Regions from separate parts of the Mus musculus genome. Here region 1 is linked to region 2. The links are chromatin contacts, called in public capture Hi-C maps. All regions are on one chromosome and are shown on one strand. Each heading gives the region's core, a stretch centred on a gene start, on an enhancer-like site or on the middle of the called end of the contact. The rest is flanking DNA. Distances are from core to core; before and after follow the strand shown.

Evidence for each region. Capture Hi-C pulls out chosen DNA fragments and counts their contacts.
Region 1: a capture Hi-C map of macrophages shows a contact between it and region 2, with 4 times the contacts expected there. The contact joins the promoter of Abhd12b here to the promoter of Pole2 in region 2. A contact is called at or near these places in 1 of 39 promoter capture datasets (pre-B cells) and 1 of 9 other capture datasets (macrophages).

Annotation. Positions count from the first base shown.
Region 1 is chr12:70,152,824-70,156,143 of GRCm38.p6, reverse strand. Abhd12b (abhydrolase domain containing 12B) reads right to left here and starts at 2,013. Exons shown (of 13, transcript NM_001195033.2): 1 at 1,879-2,013. The coding sequence starts at 1,973.
Region 2 is chr12:69,226,805-69,230,103 of GRCm38.p6, reverse strand. It overlaps Pole2 (polymerase (DNA directed), epsilon 2 (p59 subunit)), which reads left to right and starts at 1,914. Exons shown (of 19, transcript NM_011133.2): 1 at 1,914-2,007. The coding sequence starts at 1,940. It also overlaps a transcript of Klhdc1 not described here.

The sequences.
Region 1 (3,320 bases), core at 764-3,263, 930 kb before region 2:
AGTAATGACTGATGTGGCAAGGCCCAGATAGATCACTAGGCAAGTGGGCAAGTAGGCCTATATACTTTTAAAAGTAGGATGAGCAAGTCAGAAAGCAGCATTCCTCCATGGCCTCTGTTTCAGCTCCTGCTTCCAGGTTCCCACCTTGAGTTTGTTCCTACCTAACTTCTCATCATGATAGACTGTAAGCTGTAAGATAAAATAAACCCTTACCTCCTCAATTTGCTGTTGGTCGTGGTGTTTCATCACAGTGAAAGAAAGCAAACTAGGACAATACTAAAACTCTGTCGCTGCAGATAGTGCTTGATGAAGTGGCCTCCTGCCTCACACCACATCACTTTAGGTGCAGTGCTATATGGGGCTGAGCAAGGTCAGCGCCCTGGGAACACTGGTGAATCCAAACTCCCTTGGCTCAAAGCAGCAGCAAAAGACTAGGTGCTGGAACTGGGTCTGTGCCTCAGCCCGACTCACTTTAGATCAACAATCCTCTGCTCAGTTAAAGAAAGGCACCAGTAGGCCATTCTTTGGGGAAGCATTTCTTGAGTCTAGGGAGACTTGCTTTTTACTAATTAGTGATGCATGCAGCAGACAATTTTATCAACAACTGTTTTCAGCAAAATGGCTGGCTCTCCAGGACTGTGAACTGTAGCTTTGACTATCTACCTAAGAGATGCTCTTTTCTGCCTAGTGAGGGCTAAACCATCAACCACTGGTGTTATAGAGAACTGGGGGTGGGGGATGTTTCTCATGTCAAGGGGTAAAGTGTAGGTAACTGGAGCGACGCGATGCCACCCACTCTCCAACCTCTATACCTGGCTGGGGGCGGGGGGTGGGGTGGGGTGGGGTGGGGGATAAGACAGCAAAGATTCCCTGTTCGTCATCATCCCTGGGACATTCCAAAGTGACACCTCCAGTGTGTAGCTGTGGCCAGAGAGTACTTGTAACTAACACAAAATAAAATGAAACAGAAACAAGAAACGTAACAAGAATACCAATTCAACAAACTAAACGGGATACACACACCTCCTGAGTCCACTGCCTCACACCCAGGACCTAGCTCCAAGGCCAACAAGACCGAGGATGACTGACCATTGACTCGATGGGAGACAATATTTAAAAACAAACAAAGCCGGGCGTGGTGGTGCATGCCTTTAATCCCAGCACTTGGGAGGCAGAGGCAGGCGGATTTCTGAGTTTGAGGCCAGCCTGGTCTACAGAGTAAGTTCCAGGACAGCCAGGGCTACACAGAGAAACCCTGTCTCGAAAAACCAAAACAAACAAACAAACAAGCCACAATGATAAACAGACATTTTCAGGCATAAAGAATGTTAAGAATTTACATAAGTAACCCCATATATACAAAGTGATTCCAATACCCCCAGAAGTTCAGCCAGTCCTTTAAATACACACCTGCAAACCCATACCTGAAGAGCCAGGACTCTTTTCCACCTACACAGGTCTTTGACCTACAAAGATTGCACCTCCGATTACAGCACACCATAAGTTTTTGGCTGCCTCTGTTATTAGTAATATTTAAATTCATTCGGTAGAGTTGTAAATTGAACAGATAAGAGAAACTTTTTGGAGCCTCCTTTCCAACGCTCTCATACCTTCCTGAAAAGTCAAACCTTCTGGCCTCTCTGGTCTCGGTAGGAATTGAATGCTGGGGTAATGCTATCTTCAATAACCCAGGAGTTAGCAAGAATGTGCAAGCCACAAAGTCCCCCGACCCCAAAACCAGCCCTAAAGCTTCAGTGTCCTCCAGACCTAGGAGAACCATGGACAGGTCTTGGACAGGGTAGCCCCAGCAACTGCCTAACCATGCCTAAAACTGGACAAGGGAGCTATTTTAGGTGATGACCCATCAAGCACACTCACCTCAGGTTCCTCAGGACCATAGCCCACCAGGAGGTCACAGAGGAACAGGGAGGGGGCCCTGGCTCCGAGGCTGCATCACAGTCCCTAGCGTCCATCCTGAGGTGCCTCCACTGCTGAGGGAGCTGCCACAGGCTTCCAGGGACCAGGCTTACCCTCTCCTCCCCTGCTGCTCTTGCTCCGCCCCCTTCCTCTACCCAGAGGAAAACTTGGCCACCTACCTAAGGTCACACCCATTGCAGAGGCTGGGGCTTCCTCCCTGGTTGGTCTCATACCCAGACAAGCAGGTGATGAATAGAAATGCATTGATACATAGATATAACTATGTATCCATTTGTTTCATTCTCATTGCTTTTCATTAAATATCCCTATGAGCTTTGGCAGATGCTTCCCTTGCTAGGCCCACAGAATAAAGTAAAAACTCTTAAAATCTTGACAGTAGTTTTCTAGGCACGGCTTTATAAGATCTGCCTGCCATTGCTGTCACAAGAATTTCTTTGGTTCCCTTTGTTTAAGAAACAGTTGAAAGACTGGGAAAAAAAAACTGCTTAGTGGTCAAAGGCACTCATTGCTTTTGCAGGCAATAGCACATAGTCTATAATTCCAGATCCAGATCCTTTGTGGGCACTAGGCATGAAAGTAGTGTTCAGACAGATCCACATGCAGGCAAAACACATAAACATGAAATAATATATGATTTATGTAAACACCCTTCGGGCCAAGGAATTATGAGCTACACAATGACTTCATGTATCCAAAATGAAGATCTTTTTGATGTTTTGTTTCCTTATTATCAGTATATAGCAGAGCCTATTCTCCTGCCAAGGTTAGTGGACACCTGAGCCAGCTGCTACCTGGTACAAGTTATATTCCTGAAGCTTTCTCCTAAGAGCAAGAGCCACAGGCCTGCCAGAGCTGCCTCACAGAAGCCATCAGGCTAAAGGGTGGGGATGAGGAGAAAAAAAAGATGCAATGTGATGCCAGCATCCAGGCTTCCTCCCAGAGCAAAGCGCATCATGCCCTGAAGCCAAATGTACTTTCCCCGCCCCCGCCCCCGCCCCCCCCCCCCCCCCCCCGTGTGGGTCCTCAGTAGGCTTTGACTGTGAAGCCCTGGTGCAGGGGACTCTTCCACTGGGGGAAATGGACCCTTTCAGAAAAAAAGACAGCAGTCAATAAGTGTGTGATTTCATTTCATAGAATTGGCAAGGACAGAGTCTCTGTTTCCTCTTTTAATCGCTCTGACCATGCTCATTTCAGGGGCAGAACCCAGATTGACCCTCTGCTTTCCCTGTGCCAGAGCAAGCACTCTCCCAATGAGCGATATCCCTCACCCCCTTTATGTCTACAGCTTTATGTCTAAAGCTTGAGATAAGACCCTCACTAAGTGACTCCGGCGGACCTTGAGTTCACTGCATCCCTTGCAGAACTTTAACTTTTGCTCTCTC
Region 2 (3,299 bases), core at 665-3,164:
AGTTTTTCACTGTTGCTGGCCCATGAGCTTCCAAAATTCCTGCTGTCTCTGTCTTCTATTAGGCTATAGGAATGCTGGGATTGATGATTCTCAGCACCACATCTGGAATTATGTAGGCTCTGGGGATTAGAACTCAGGTCCTCAGGCTTGCATGGCAAGCACTTTTACTTATGGAGTCATGGCAACAAATGGCAGAATCAGGAAGCTGAGAGCTCCTGTCTTCAAATGCAAGCACAAAGCAGAGAAAAAGAGCTGGAAGTGGGGTGATGCTATACAATCTCAAAGCCTACTGTCTGAGTTAGAGTTTTACCGCTGAGAACAGACACCATGACCTAGGCAACTCTTGTAAGGACAACATTTAATTGGAGCTGGCTTACAGGTTCAGAGGTTCAGTCCATTATCATCAAAGCAGGAGCATAGCAGTGTGCAAGCAGGCATGGGACAGGAGGAGCTGAGGGTTCTACATCTTGTTCTGAAAACAAATAGAAGACTGGCTTCCAGGGAGCTAAAAGGGTCTCATTGCCCACCCACACAGTGACACACTTCCTCCAACAAGGCCATACCTATAGTCCAACAAGGCCACACCTCCTAATAGTGCCCCTTCCTGGGCTAAGCATATTCAAGCCACCACAGCTGCTCCAGCACAACTGCACCACCTGAATCTCTCCAAACAGCGCCACCAACTGGGAACCAAGTGTTTACACACCAGAGCCTACGGGAGACATTTTTATTCAAACCACCACAGCTGGGATCTCTCTTTGTTGTCTAGTTTAACTTTTCAAAAGTTTTGAAATGCAAAATCAAGCAAATATACACATGCATTCTTTTTACTGTTTTCCTTTTCAGAAAGATCTTAAATATACGCCCCAGAGATAATTGCTTATACCGTTGTAGAAATCATTCAAGTTTTTGGCTTATTTGCCTCTCCCACTCCCACTAAGCCTCAGGTATCTTAGGCTTGCTTTGAACTTGCTGTGACATCAAAGATGGCCTTTGCCTCCTGAATCCTTGCACCTCCCCGTTCTGAGGCCTGGGATTATAGATCTGTGGTCTTATGCCCAGAGCTTTCTTGTGTCCTGTAAAGTTGCATGCTTATTTATAAACAGCCAATTGATTATTCATCTCAACAGCACAAGTATATGTGTGTGTGTGCGTTTGTGTGTGTGTGTGTGTGATGGATGGATGGATGGATTTTTATATAAGGTCTCACTGTGATTCACTGACTGGTCTGGAACTCATTCTCTAGAACAAGTTGCCCAGGTGTTTACAGAGATCCCCCTGCCTCTGCCTTCTGAGTTCTTGGATTAAAGGCATGTGCCATCACACTCAGCAAGAGGGAACATTTTAAGATGTGCTCTACTGAGTCTACTTGTAGGACTGAGAATAACGATTCAAGAGCAGCTCCACCGCACTGGCAATTCACCTCATACCAACCATTTATAATCTTGGGTTTGTTACTCCACCAGTAAAAAAAAAAAAAAAGAAGGTATGTCATGAAAAAAGTGGGACTGCTAAATGATGACAGCGGATCGTGGAGAGGCCCTCAACTAAAACTGGTCGGATGGGAGTGATCGAAAACGGTGAAAACACAGTATTTCCTGAGCATGTGTAGAACCGGGAAACAACGGCTCTACAACTCTCATAGCCCTGGAAGGGAAGACTCTGGGTGCAGGAAGCTTGGGTAGAGTCAGAGTAGAAGAGGGTAGCTGAGTGTCCGGGAAGCTGAGTGTTCAGAAAATGCTTTTGGGATAAAGGAAGCTTGTTCCCACTCTGACCACTCCTACTTCACTCCCTAGGCAGGGTCTGAGATTCCCAGAGGCCCTGCAGTTAGTAAGGCCAAAAAAATCCATTTCACCAGCCCAAGAATATAAGGGCGGGACAAGGGGTGTGTCTATTCCAGGAGGGGGCGGGGCGTCGGCGGTGGCGCCAAATCGCGAACATGGCGCCGGAGCGGCTGCGGAGCCGCACGGTCTCAGCTTTCAAGCTGCGGGGCTTGCTGCTCAGGAGGTGAGTCTCGAGGTAACCTGACCCGCCGCAATGCCCTATCTAGAACATTCTGTCATAAGAGGCGATGTCTCTCCGGTGCATTTGAGGCTGCAGAGCCTACCTGGGTTTCCGCGATCCTGGCGCCGGGTGCGAATGTTACTTCCAGGCTGGGCGGAGCTGCGCGCTGACGCCGAACTGAGCGGGGAAGTTGGGGGCGTGCTGGCTTCTGATCAACGGAGGTCCCCGCCTCTGCAGAATGGGAATCATTACAGTGTTACTTCTGGAAGTTACAGAGAGACGTGTCAGAGAAGGAGAGACATGGGTGAATCCATATGCGTGTCTGTTGGCGATTTATATTGTAGAGTATGAGTCTTCCAAACCCGTCTCTGTGTGGAATTTTCATTATTGCCTGGAGAAGTAAAATTTGGATAGATTTTAAACGTGTTTTTAGTTTGGCTTTTTTAGATTTCCTAGTTTACAATTTGCCCCCAAAGGAGGTTTTCCTGGCTGTAGTGTGTCTTTTCAGTCTTTAAAAATGAACATATCCAAGAAATCTCATATTACAATTTACATTTTATAATACACTTTCCGTTTAAGTACCTGCTGAGATCCGTATAGCTTTCTGAGTCAGAGTGTGAATGTTTTGTTTTCGTAACTGTGAACTTTATGAACCTTTTAGCTTTACGTTTTGCCCAGGAGTGTCCAAGGGTCAACCTGGGTCTACCCAGGGAGAAAGTGATGAATTTAATTTGGTTAATTCCTGACATTTGGAGAGAGGATTAATTGAGCAATAGCTTTTCCTTTCCTTTCCCTTAAAATGTACTATTATAAAGCTGTTGGAAGCTCATTAATTGATTCATTGAGATATACACTCAAGTCTTTTAGCCTCAAAGCACCGTGTGTGGAATTAAACGCCATGGGACTTTTCCTGTGGGAAGACAGTGTGTTATCTAGTGCTGTGTAGTAGATTACCCTCTGATTTAGAGACTCAATGGCACTCATGCCTGCATTCACTGTGGGCCAGCTATCCAGCACAACTTTAATCCCAGCACTCTGGAGGCAGAGGCAGGTGAATCTCTGTGAGTTCCAGGACAGCCAGGGCTATGCAGAGAAACTCTGTCTAGAAAATCAAACAAAAACTTAACTCAGAGTTTCGGCTTTGAGTCTCATACACTCCAGTCAGGACAGGGTCATCTCACATGTCCAGTGTACCCATCTCATTTAGATTTTTTTAAAAACGATTTATTTATTATTATATCTAAGTACACTGTAGTTGTCTTCAGACACACCAGAAGAGGGCATCAGATCTCATT